2 separate regions of the Mus musculus genome follow, and region 1 is linked to region 2. The links are chromatin contacts, called in public HiChIP or PLAC-seq maps. All regions are on one chromosome and are shown on one strand. Each heading gives the region's core, a stretch centred on a gene start, on an enhancer-like site or on the middle of the called end of the contact. The rest is flanking DNA. Distances are from core to core; before and after follow the strand shown. Region 1 has its middle 31 kb from the start of Gm34745. Region 2 overlaps 3110039M20Rik (RIKEN cDNA 3110039M20 gene).

Region 1 (6,542 bases), core at 1,264-3,763, 1.8 Mb before region 2:
CAATTGCCATAGCAACTGGCTGCCACCTGTCTCTCACATACCAGCTCTATCTGCTCTGAAGCAAAACAAGAGATACTACAAAGTCAATTGTGGAACCACAAGCCTGAAGAATGAAGAAAAAGCTATGTTGATATTAATAACTTAGCTAGAGGCATGCACGGTTCATTGCAAAGTATTAAACAACAACAAAACAGAACCTGGTATGTTAAAAAAAAATGAACAGAGCCAAAGTGAGGGAGGGCCATGGTGAGAGAAAGAGGTTTAGAGTTGGAGAGCACGGTTTGAATCTAAGCTTCTCTGCCGATGGGTTGAGTGGCTCTGGGTAAATGATGTAAACTTGCATAAGCATCAAAGGGTCAAACTCAGAGACTTTTCGGGAGAATTCCAATGAGATAATAATGTCTGTAAAGCAGTCATCCCTAGCTGAGCTCGCTGTCAGTGGCAGCTGTAGCACATGCCAAGGGCGGTGCATGCTGATGCTGACAGCACATAGGATCACTGCTCAGGGGATCCAGGCCCCTCTAAGCTCTCCCCTGCACTTTGTATGTATGTAGGCACAGGCACAGAGTCATCAGACAGCTTGAGTCTATCATCTTGCCGTTCTCCACAGTAGCAATGCATTCTCAGTATCACAGTTCAGCAGGTCATTTAGTCTTCTTAATGACACGATACAGACAAACCTCAGTGACAGCTAAAATTAGTTTTCCTTTGAGTCTCTTTGATTATGTCTCTAACCCTTTGAGCACTCCTTTTACCCCCTAAGTCCTGGTATTGTACAGGGGCCAATTAGAGATGTTAACCATCCTACCCACAGTACCAGCATTCTTTGGCATTGGGGTGGTGAAGATGTACTAATTTTGACCCATCTGCTAAAGAAAGTCCCTAATAACTTGACCATATATGTATGCATGTATACACACACACACACACACACACACACACACACACACACACACATACACACACACATTTATATGTTAATAAGAGCACTAAAGCTGGGTTAACATTGAACCACATTGTCAGTGTGCAGTTTAAAATTCATATACATTTCTCCAAAGTTAATCATTGTCTGATTTCCCTCTAGTCATAGTCAGCCTAGGCCCACATGCCCCTTGGCACGCCCTTTCTGCTGACCAGCACATTTGAGTCTTTTAGTCTGTCTTCTCTTAGCTTGTGGATCTCCGGCTTTCTGTCTAACTTTAGTATTTAGGGGTTCGGGCCTCATCCTCATTCTTTGAATGCTGTGGCAGCCCACTAGCTGGTCTCTGTTATTTGTGCGCTATACTTCCTCAGCACGACTTTATAGGATGCTAACGTAATCACGTTGCAGTCCTTAAAAAGGAATGTTCAGTGCATATTCTAACTATGCTGGTAAGCCTCCACCATCTACTTCTGTTCCTCTTCCAGTCACATGGGCCATTGCTGTGGCTTTCCCTGGGGGATACCAGCCCACATCATGCCAGTCCATTCTTGACTTTGCTCAGGCTTGCTTCTAGCAAAGTACCTTCGTGGTTTTTTTTTTTTTTTTTTGTCTGTTTCGAGACAGGGTTTCTCTGTGTAGCCCTGGCTGTCTTGGAACTCACTTTGTAGACCAGGCTGGCCTCGAACTCAGAAATCCGCCTGCCTCTGCCTTCCGGGTGCTGGGATTAAAGGTGTGCACCACCATGCCCAGCGTACCTTTGGTTCTTGCTTACTCTCAACTCCCACCCAGCTGTTATCTCTCATTTAAGGATCGACTGCTCCTCCTTTTACTAGAAATTCTAACTACACCCAGTGTAAGATGCTTTACACTGCTCATAGCTCTGTGATTTAAAATACACTTCCTTCTTCCTTCTTAGAATGCTTGAGTCTGTGGTAAGGTCTAGGCCCATCATTTCTCATGTCTTTAGGCTCCACTAACACAGCAATAAATGCAAAGCACACATTTGTCATGTGTCTGAACAACGTAGTACTTTAAAAACTGCTGCAGTGAAAGACCCTCTCTGCAACTGTGCTCTTGCTCCGTCCTGGGTTGTCACACAGAAGCCATGGACGTGTCGATGTATGGCATCCAGCCGTGAAGTGCAAGTCCTCTCAGAGCTCTCATTGTTACACAAGCGGCATGCAAAAACAGCTGTATGGTTACAAACCAGGCTATAAGGTTATATACTGGGAATTTCCATACTTAGTGGGAAAGATCATCAAAACATACAAAGTGAGGAAGAGAAAATGTTTAATATGAATGGTCGTTTCTTGTAGGTGGAAGTGTTACAGTTTTCGTATGTGTGTGTGTGTGCATGTGTGTTCATTCTAAATGCTTTATGAAGATTCTGCATTATACAATCAACATTTTTATAGTAGTTGCCATAAGTGTGAAGTAATTTTTCAAGAAGGCAAGAAATCTCTTCTTTGCTTGCCTATATTCTCATGGTTCCAGCAGCCTCCTTTGCTGTGGTATCTGAACATTTCTGGCTGCAAGTCACCATTTATTGCCACTAGATGTCACCAAACTACTTGCAATATTAGTGTAGATGCCCTGTGCATATTCAAACAGTTAAAAATATTTAAACACCATTATTCAGTGTTCTTTGGTGTCACACAAAGCATTCAGAATTTGAAGAATTAGTAAGAAAAGGCACATTACATAATGTTCTGCTTCTTATGTAACAGGTGAGGGCTACATGAATCCCTTGGTTTTATGTAATTCATATTTTACTGACTTCTTAATATGATTGGGAGGGGAAAATTGACACGAGAGTCTTGTTTAAATGTAGGATTATTTCCAGTTGATTCCAAGCACTTTTTTTTACATAATATATAGCAAAAACAGAGGCCAGCACCCCAAAACTCCTTCCTGAGAAGTGTTTTCCTTGAGCTGAACGCAGCTTCCGCCACAGCATCTGTAGCTCTTGGGATAATGAATCAAAACATAGCACTGGGATTCTTTCTGGAACATGTTAATTATTACAAAGCAGTTTAAAATTCATTTGGTGCTTCAGGAAGCAAAACCAATAACCTCTTCTCGAGGAACTGAAGAAGGCATCTCTTTAGCAAAGGGCAACTGAGAGCCATGTCTTTAAACGTTTGAACCTATTTACTGGGTAGGTTCAAAACCGGTCTTTTTTTCTGATTGGCTCTGTTAACAGCTAAAGTGAAGGGTTTAAGGCAGCTTGTTTCCAATCATTTTTGTTGAGAACGAAAATGAGAAGCCAATCAAAAGGCGTTTAAGTTAGGCAGTGGGTTTTGGGAAAGAAGTCTGTGCATTCCCTCCTGCTACTTCTCTCTACTGTGGAGTTCAGTGTTGAAATCATGGCATGTTATCCACCTTAAGCTTCACCATGGGAAAAGGGGCCAACACACAATAGCCTTTTAAGCAAAAATATAACTGAACCGGCCTGGTTGTTTTCTAGAGGTTTTCAATTGTTACCCATTATAAATCGCACATGTTAAGTCTTATCCACAGTATTGAGGATTTTTGACTATTGTCTAATTATAAGCATTCTATATCACTTTTATTTATTATGACATATTCTCTGCACGAAATTAAAAGGCAATAAGGATCATTAAGTCTAACTAAGTTTATTTACAGGGAAAAAAGCTACCATTAACAATAAGGAGGAAACTAAACCAACCCAGCAGCCCACACATCTCAGTTTATGAGACATTTTTAAAAGAGATCGTGGTACCGATCATTATATTTCAGATGCTACCAACCCAAAGCAAATAAGTCTACACGTCACCGGGGATTTTTAACTTCCACTAGTCTGACTCTAGTGAGGTTAGTATAACAAATGCCATCTTTACTTTATTTTGTGCAGAAACTATGAATTTTAAGCACTAGGAAAATAAGTATCATGAAAAACAGAATAGCCTCATCACGATGGGGCTCCAGGTTCTGTACTCGTTTATCAGGTACAACTTGACACTTGTGTGGATTGTGCTCCGAGCCCTGTTTCATTTGCTACTCATGTGCCATTGTACCACACAGAGAGGTCAGATCTTCTTGCAATATTGTAATATGGAATTGCAATTTGGTTTTTCTGTCCTAGGTGTCTCCTGAAAATTTCTTTACTTAAACCTTTCGTATGAAATATTCATCCGAGCTGCTCTGATATGGTGACAATCCTCAACTGTAAAGTGGAGGAGCCATTTTTGGACGTGTCTCTTCAGATGCTCAGATTTGCTTCTCTCTAGTACTTAAGAAATGAATAGCCTCCATCAGCTACGTATAAGGCCTGATAAGCTCACCCTGTGACACACTTTGTACTGTTATTATTCGGTGTCTTCCTTTCATATGTCCACCAAACGCCTCTAGTTTAGCTCCAAAGCACAGTGCATTTCCTCTGTTATTTTCATATTCACCCTCTCACTGATGCAGCTGATTGCTGCCACTGAAGTAGACAAGAGTTCTACTGGTAGGCTCTCATCCATGAAATTGCAGAGTCTAAGACTAGCTTTACATATTTTGAAATTAAAGTGTGTGTGTGTGTGTGTGTGTGTGTGTGTGTGTGTGTGTGTACATGAGAAAATGTGCTGTGTGAGAGTGTGTGAGAGAGTGTATATGTGTGTGTATGTGTGTGAGAGAGAGTGTGTGTGAGTGTATGTGTACATGTGTGAGTTTGTGTGAGAGTGTGCCTGTGTGTGTGTGTCTCAATTACTTTAAAGACATTTTGCTAATTTGCTGCAATCTTTTGCATCCTGTGTTTTAATGAATGTTCCAGGGAAGAGTTGTAGTGAGAGGTTGGTTTCTCGAAATGAGAGGCATCGGCATTCACAGAATTTGGTCAAAAAGAAGTCCAGCACTAAATTGCATGTTGCTTTGGGTGTCAGCCATGAAAATTTGCTCAGCTCACTGCTGAAGGATATTGAAACACATTTCTCGCCGACATGGCGTCATCTGTGGTGTGGATGGAGCCTTCATGCTGACAAACACTGCGTGAGTGGCTGCTGGAGCCAGTAGGCACTCCTGATGATTAACTACAAAAAATGCTTTTGACTCTGGCTGCTGACAGGAGTGACAGTGCTTTGGCCAGACCGGCCTCCTTCTGGACACCAAAGCGTGTTCCCGTCTTGGTTTTACCATCTGGTTCCAATACAAGCCAGGGACGATGAGGAGAAGAGTCTGTTAGAGAGGCAGCAATAGACTAATTCTTTTGGCAGTTTCATCTTTCTCTGATCAATTAAAAAGAAATGTACATAGGCCAGCGGAACAAAGCAACAGCTTCTGCAGTTTTGGTTTGGCAAAGGTCTTTTGAGCGTTTTCTGAATGCAAGGGGTCTGCATGGGTCACCGTATGCTTCATTATGGTAAAGGTGGGTAAATAGTGAGCTTCTGCAATGGAACTGAAGCTTACCCATGGTGCTGCAAGAATACCAGTGTTGCATTTTATATGACTCACTTCCTTCTAGGCAGCTCTAAATATATTCAGTCGGTGTAAGAATACTTAGCCCCGAGGATACTAAAAGCAGCAGAAATAATTCAAACTCGATATCCTTATTTGAAGTGTGTGTGACCAAAGGTATTTTAGATTTTACATTATAAAAGTTTGAGAGATGTCTAGAGTCATGAGGTACCTTGGGAATGGGACTCAAAACTATTTGCTGGTCTGGTGCTGGAGAGATGGATCAGGGGTTAAGAGCACATGCTGCTTGTGGGGTTTGAATGAAGATGGCCCCTGTAAGCTTATGTATTTTAACTCTTAGTTCCTTTGGATGGAACTGCTTGAGAAGGATTAGGAGGCGTGGCCTTGTTGGAGGAAGGTGTGTCCCTGGGCTTGGGCTTCAAGGTTTTGAAAATCCATTCATTTGCCGGTTAATCCTTTCTTTCCTCTCACATTCGGAGAAGGATGTAAGCTCTTCACCCTTCAGCACCATACCTGTTTACTGCCATGCTCCCTGCCATGATGGTACAGACTCATCCTCTGGAAGTGTAAGCTCCAATACAACTCTTTCATAAATTGCCTTGGTTATAGTGTTTTGTCACAGCAATGAAAAGTAACTAAAACATTGCTCTTCAGAGGACCTGAGTTCAGTTCCTGGCACCCAGACAGGGAAGCTCACAACTGCCTATAACTCCAGTCCTAGGGGATCTGACACCCTTTTCTGGCCTGCATGGACACTGCACATATTATGGTATACATACAAAGGAGGCAGGTTCTTATACACATAAAACAAACAAACAAACAAACAAACAAACAAACAAGTCACCGATGCTTCATATCCTCTCTGCACACATAGCCTGAAGGTAACCCCATGATACAGTTCTAATTTTTTTTGAGACAGTCTTGCAGGCTTGGAACTCACATAGATCAGGCTAGCCAGGAACAGAGTTCTGCCTGCCTTTGGCCTCCAAAAGCTGGGATTAAAGGTGTGTGCTACCACATCTTGCTTAAAATGTCAATTTAGCTTAACTTAAAAATTGTTTGTGTTTATAAATTTATACAGGGTCTACATTAAAAATGTTAGCAGGGTCTGGAAAGTTCAGGGTGGCTTTGAGTTTGCTGTGAGGCTCAGGATGACCTTGAACCTCTGGTCCTGCCTCCATGCCTGGTTGAGGCAGTGCTG
Region 2 (6,576 bases), core at 1,646-4,145:
AGAAGAATTTGAGGTTGTGTGGGGATAAAATATGACTTGTAGGGGTGCTTAGTAGCATCCAGCAACTTTACCTACCAGATGCCAATGACACCCCAACCCCTGTAGTTGCTATAATTAACTTTTTTCTGTAGATAAAAACCAAAACATCTAGAGAGGATGGATACAGTAGGAGGACAAATTCACTCATAGTTGAAAATCGCTTTGAATGAATGTAGGTATAAATGCTAAATGCCAAACACAACTTGAGCCCAGCCAGTATCTCAATCTCAATCTCTCGGTCTCAGTCTCTAGCAATATCTCAAGATTTATTCCCACACATCTACATCAGTCCTCTCCATGGCTGCTGGTAGTGAAGAATAAGTGGGAAGTAATATGATTCTAGGGTAATATAGCTCTCTATGTATTTGAATATATGCTCATGTTTGGGTTTATCATTTCAGTGTACACAAAGAGTCAGGGATTCGATGTTAACTTTAATGAGAAGCCTTTTCTAGCAATATCATGCTCCAGAATTTGACCTGAATCTTTTCTTATTCCTCTTACATTTTCTTTATGTTCGGTATTTAGATAGAATCATTCAAAAGTAAGTATGAGAGGGTTGAAGAGATGGCCCAGAAGTTAAGGGCAAATGCTGCTCTTCCAGAGAACCCTGTCTGGTTCTCAGCACCATGTTGTATGTAGCTCACAGCCGCTTGTAACTCCATCTTCAGAGAGATCTGTATTCCTCTGGCTTCCATGTGTACCTTCATTCACGTGAACATGCTCCATGCATACAACTAAGTATTAAAAATTTTATAGAAATGTGCCAATAATAAGGGTCCTGTAAGTTTTGCTACACATTCATCTGTGTGTTGATTTTTCATATCCCACACTCAATACCACCTTATTCCTCACATACAAACAGCTTACATGCTCCCAGTCCTCACATGTGACGTATGAAGGACAAATTTATTTTACATGAAAAATGGTCCTAATTAATCCTTCCTTTACTTACAGTATTATATTTCTGTTTAAAAATGGCAGGACTACAAATTTATGTGAGGCAATCATTTTCTGACTGTCTTCACTATGCCAGACACTGAACATTGCTTGGTAGCTATTTCTATCAATTTACATTTCATTATTTATGCCCAACTAGATTGTAAGTTCCCAGAGGATAGGAACAGGTTTTATCTGTATCCCTCTGGCACCTTTTAATAATGATGCTAATAAATATGCTTTACATTTGATTAGCAATTATAACCTTTCAAATTAGTTTCATGCTTATTAGCTCATTGGTTATATAATTTCACTATTTTACAATCAATGAGAGTGGGACCTAAAATGCTCTAGGGAACAGTCCATGGATTACACAATTGGTGCTCAGTAGAATATGTTCTTAATATATATCGACTGACTGAATTTAGACTTACAAATTTCCAAACCTAAAATTGCTTGCCTGGTTATAAAAATATGTTTATGATATTCAAAAGATAAGTGTTATTCTAAAGAACAAGAATCATTAAATGATGCAAAAGACACAACAAAGAAAGTGAGTCAGTTTAAAAAGTGTCCAATTGTAATAGAGCAGCAGGAGAAGGTAAGAAATCTTGTCGTTTCTATGAGAGATTAACTTCCTTTTGCAAGGTATTCTTCACCTCTTATTAAAGAAGTAAATTTGTTTTCAAAAGACAGCAAAATGTAAAGGAAATGCCTTAAGATTAACTTCATCATCCTAAAATTCAAAGCATATATATATATATATATATATATATATATATAACCAAGAAAAATATTTCCAAAACTTTAGCCGCTCCCCTTGGGGGCATAGCTTCATAAATAACACCAAGATAACACATATGTGTTTATCTGCCTTTCAGCTGAGTAAGGAAAAAAAAAAACTGCACCCTCAAAGTGAGGGCATCCTGTCTAAGGAAGCCATCCCTTACCCAGCCATTTACTGGGAAGGCTTAAGTGCAGACACTGGTCTAGGCCCCAATGAAGGAAGAGGTCTAAACCTCAGCTGCTGGTGTGAATCCTGGGCCCGCGGTGGAGAAAGGGGCAAGTGAAAAGGTCTGAAAAGTCAGAAGTGATTTCCTTCTCGTTGGGCCTTTTCTTTCAGCCTTGAGCTCCCTTCTGCTCACTTAGGAAGTGAAGGCATTTAAAGAAAGCCGAAACTATATATAAACAACTGGAGAGGAAAAGTTTAAGACATCACCACCAGCCAGGAGGAAGGAGCCTCCCGGTGCCCAAACCACCCTTCAGCCACGTGACTGTTGTGAGAAGAGAGAGAGAGGAGCGAACCCCCCAGGCCGGGGACCGGGCTGGCCGAAGGTCCGGTGAGGACCTGCGGAGGAGGGGCGGTGCCGCTAGACGACCGAGAAGCCCGCCGCCGGAGGGTTCCAGGCCCCGGCGGCGTCGCCGCAGGCCTTCTCCGGGCGCCCGCTCCGGCCTTTCCCAGCGGTTCCTCCTTGCGGAGCCCCGGGCACGCGGCCGGAGGGTCTCCCGGCACTTGGCAGACAGCGCCAGGCGCCTTAGCGAGCTGCGTCCGAGCTCGGGGAGCCAGGGCTGGAGGATGGCTGGGTTCCGCCGCGAGGGTCCTTGGGTCCAGGGACCGTCCAGCGCCAACAGGCCGGGCCGGGAGGCTCCCCAAGGGCCGCGAGGAGAGCGCGGAGGCCCGGCCGGACCGTGGAGCCCGGCGCCCTGCTTCCCGAGGCGCGGTAGAGCGCAAGAGCGCGCGGGCTCGAGTCGCGCCACGCTTTTCAGTCTAAACTGGGAAGAAGATTGTTCCCGAGGTTTTGTTTATCCAGAGACTGAAAAGGGAGAAACTCAAGTCTGTTGGCGTCTTCCCTCGCCCCGCCCTACCCTGAATTAGTTTTGAAAAGCCTGCCCAGCGCAGGAGGGGATGGAGGGAGCAACCCCTTTCCTTTCAGCAACCCTCTCTCTCCCGCCCTCAGTCTCCACACACCCTTCACTAGCTCGGTTCAGGAGTTCGCACAAAGTCCGCCAGAGGATCGCCAAGAGCCCCTATTAACTAAGCCCCAGTAGATGATTGGCTTATGAAAATGGAAGTAGAAAGTCGCTTGCTTGTCACGGTATAATTAAAAATCACTCCCCTTACTAGTCTTAATAGTCAGGGCACTTCCACCACATTGTTTATAAGCTCCGGTAGGATCTAAAGTGAGAAGAGATTCCAGACGAAGTTGCTACTACAAATCCTCCACCTCAGTATTATAGAAACTTCACTTCCATTCCCAAAGGCCAAGCCTAATGACCCCAGGGGTCTGCCAATGGGTCTGTTGCCTGCTTACCTGGAAAGGGAAAGCAGTCAGGGCTCAGAATCTGAACTCAGTATCCTAACTACATGTGGTTATTGACAAAGGGAGGGGGAGAGTGGAGGAGGGAAATGGAAAGGAAAAACAGGGGGAAAAATGTGTTCATTTACACATTTCCTGTGCAGAACAAAAAAGTCCCACCATCAGCAAAAGAAGCCTTTTCCTCCAAAATAGCAGCCAAAGAGGGAAAATTAGAATATGCATAAAACTCCTTCATTTTCATTTGCACAGAGCATGATTTCCGGCACATTCGATGTAAGCTGCGCGATTAATCCCATCGCCTAAACAGTATTTCACTTAGCATCTTTCCAAAACTCACCTAAAGAAAATTACCATCTTCCCACGACCCTTTTTGAGGTACCATTTCCTAGTGTGTCTGCCAATGAGAATTCCCTTGATGGGGTTATAAGTTGGGGTTTCCTAGCCATCCTTTCCTCATTAACTGCGCTACTACACCAGAGCCCCATTTTCCTGAAAGCTAGCTGCCGGCTGTGAAGCCAGGGCTGGAAGCCACAGCCTAATGGAAAGTGTGTTTTAAAAGACAATAAACATGCATTTTTTTTATCCTCTTGCGTCCTGAAAAATCTTTCAAGTTAGCAGTAACCAAGACCTTTGCACATAGACACCTCTGAGCATCTGCCTGTCCTCAAGAATAAAAGAGAATTGCACAACCTTACTCAGAGCAATGCTGTGCCTCGCAAATATTCAGCCAATGGAGCCACTAAATCCCCACAGCATAACCTTCATGTTTTGTTTTGCCAGTTACAACAGATCTGGTTGCACCCTCCTTGAAAAAATTCTTTGTTGGGAAAAACCGTTAGCAACATTTGAAACAATTCATTCTTTTTGACCTGGACTTACTCCTGCCTGTGAAAATGTATGTTTCTTTTATTTAATAGAGTGTGAATAATGGATGGAATTTGTATGTCTTGGCTTACTGCTAAAAGAAAAGCTTCATTCCAGGAAACTCAACTCTAATTCTTCACTCCTCCATGTCCCAGTATGGAAGAAAAATCTATATTTGCTCACAATATAAAGATGCATCTGCAAAGATTTCCTTCAGTATCTGCAGATTTCAAGTAAATCTCAATTACCAGTACTTTAAAAGAAATGCTAATATTTATTTGACTTTTAATTTGCATGAAATAAGCAATGCTTGGTACATTTAGTTTGGCATACATTGGATATGAATAAGCATTTAAATATATGGTTTCTGTTGACTAAAAATTTATTAAGGTATTGGGCTATAGAAGCTTATTAATTTAATTAAATAGGTTTGTAAACTTTACAGGCACAAGAGTATCTGCATACTGGTAACACTAAAATAAATGCTTTCAGTTTTTATTTACATCAAATATCATCACCAGAGAATCATTAAATGTAGTTATTCTCAGTTGCACATTCCAGTTTTGGTTCAGAAGTTCTCAGTCATATAAAATAAAATACAAGATATTAGAAAATAAGTTCTTCCAAAGCCATATTTAGTGAGTATATGTAATCGAATTGAGAGCCATGTTTTAGTAATGATCACTTCCCTTAATTTTCTTACTGAAACAAGTGATAGTTCTATTTCTTAATAAAAGGCACAATTCTTAATAAAAGAACCATGGTAACAAAATATCCTCCTTAAGACATTATTTTGATTGTAATTAAATATGAGATGTTCTTGTTTTATTTTAAGTTGCAGAAGTATATTTACAGAGGAATTGGGGTGAATTCAGTGGGCTATTAAACTCCAAGCATTGAGAAATTCTGAGGTGCCACTGAAATGTGGATCTACTAGCACCCAAATCTGCCACATCCCACTGCAGACGTACAGAGATGCATGAGAACTGAACATCACTGCAGTGAATTTATTCTCCGAAATGAAAGCATCTCTTTCTTTGCTGAAATTTAATGAAATAACGTTCTCACAAACTGGAAATGTTTTCATTAAAATGAAAAGGCTATGAGGAAATGTAAAAGGGTGCTCAGTCTCCTTCCATAAACAGCAAAGATCACAAAGAACTAAAGCAATGGGGGCTGTGCCTGTCCCCTCCCTTGCTTCCTTCTTTTAATATTTCTGTTGTGGATTGTGTGTTCACTGAGGTTTGAAGGAAATATCTCACATAAATAAATAAATAAATAAATAAATAAATAAATAAATAAATAAATAAATAAATGTTTCCAGAACACAAACTGGCTACTGATATTTATGTCTTTGTTTTTGTTTTCTGTTTGTTTGTTTACCTTTTTAAGAGTCTAGGGTCTGCTTTATTGTACATTGCTAGGGTCACATGCATGCAGCTAATCTTACACCAATCCATCCTGTGACTCAGATCTCTCTTCATGTGGCCATAGGTGCTGAACTGACAAGGGATTTCTACCTTAGTGTCTGTTTTCCTTTCCCACAACTGCCCTTCCTCTCCTAACCAGCTGCCCTCTCTTCTCAATAAAAGGGGGCAATAATAAACCACCTGCTTGAGAATTAACATGTGTCTGAATGCCAAATGCTAAAATGCTAAATGCCAAATCTAACCCCATACCTTTTAATTCCTTCATTTTATTTCATTTCCCTTTTTGTGGAGGGTGAAAGTGGTGTTCAGTAGACAGGAAGAATATTAGACTGAGATGATGTTAGAGTAGTTTAAGTGTAGACCTACTAACAGACTTTTTCCACCTAGGACTGAGCTACCATTTGCTCAACCAACATGGATAGATGCCAGAGAAGCATCTCTTGTACATGGAGAAATGGGTTTTGCTTTCCTAGCTAGACCACGGGCGAAGACTACTACCACTAAATCTACTTTCTTTAATCTTCTTTACATCTGCCTGTTCCTAAAGCAATCAAAAGAATTCATTCTGGGGTGGGAAGAGATACTGATGCTAAGATGCTATGTCTAGCTTTACAGAGTAGATCCATGATCTCTGACTTCACTGGACACTTAAAACTCTTATTAATTTCCTTGGCTTTGTGAACATAGTTTCTAAATACCATGACTTTGCTACTGACCATAAGTGATCTAGGGAGATGATACCCTAGTCCTCCACTCAAGAACCCTTCACATGTCTACCTCTGTTCCAGACTGCTTTAAGAATGACATACATCTTCAGGGGAACATGTCCATAGCCACGATGGAGTCTGAATATAGAAGCACTCAGTAACATTTACCAGGACCTACTAAGGGAGTCTTTCTTCAGAAACTTGAGTTTATCTAGACAGAAATCATTCGTGAGCAAAACATGAACTTGGCTGAATGCTCAACCTCCCATGTAACATAAA

What was found. HiChIP or PLAC-seq counts read pairs in DNA pulled down with a chosen protein or histone mark.
Region 1: a contact with region 2 is called in an H3K27ac HiChIP or PLAC-seq map of VIP interneurons, with 19 times the contacts expected there. The contact joins two enhancer-like sites. A contact is called at or near these places in 13 of 39 promoter capture datasets (the 3T3-L1 cell line, 3T3-L1-derived adipocytes, the HPC-7 cell line and 8 more), 1 of 15 datasets of contacts at CTCF or cohesin (stem cell-derived epiblast-like cells), 5 of 484 Hi-C or Micro-C datasets (cerebellar granule neurons, cortical neurons and stem cell-derived motor neurons) and 4 of 115 datasets of contacts at active chromatin or transcription factors (SST interneurons, VIP interneurons, embryonic basal ganglia and 1 more).

Annotation. Positions count from the first base shown.
Region 1 is chr12:51,184,367-51,190,908 of GRCm38.p6, reverse strand. No RefSeq gene overlaps it. Among named protein-coding and RNA genes, the nearest start is that of Gm34745, 31 kb to the right of the region's middle. Within about 2 kb of position 2,513, at least 15 of the 459 cell types and tissues checked have an H3K27ac peak or open chromatin away from gene starts, as enhancers often do. A contact at or near this core is called in VIP interneurons, cortical neurons and hippocampal neurons, where this site is marked.
Region 2 is chr12:49,397,455-49,404,030 of GRCm38.p6, reverse strand. All of the region lies in intron 2 of 3110039M20Rik (RIKEN cDNA 3110039M20 gene), which reads right to left. Among named protein-coding and RNA genes, the nearest start is that of 3110039M20Rik, 11 kb to the right of the region's middle. Within about 2 kb of position 2,895, at least 122 of the 459 cell types and tissues checked have an H3K27ac peak or open chromatin away from gene starts, as enhancers often do. A contact at or near this core is called in VIP interneurons, cortical neurons and hippocampal neurons, where this site is marked.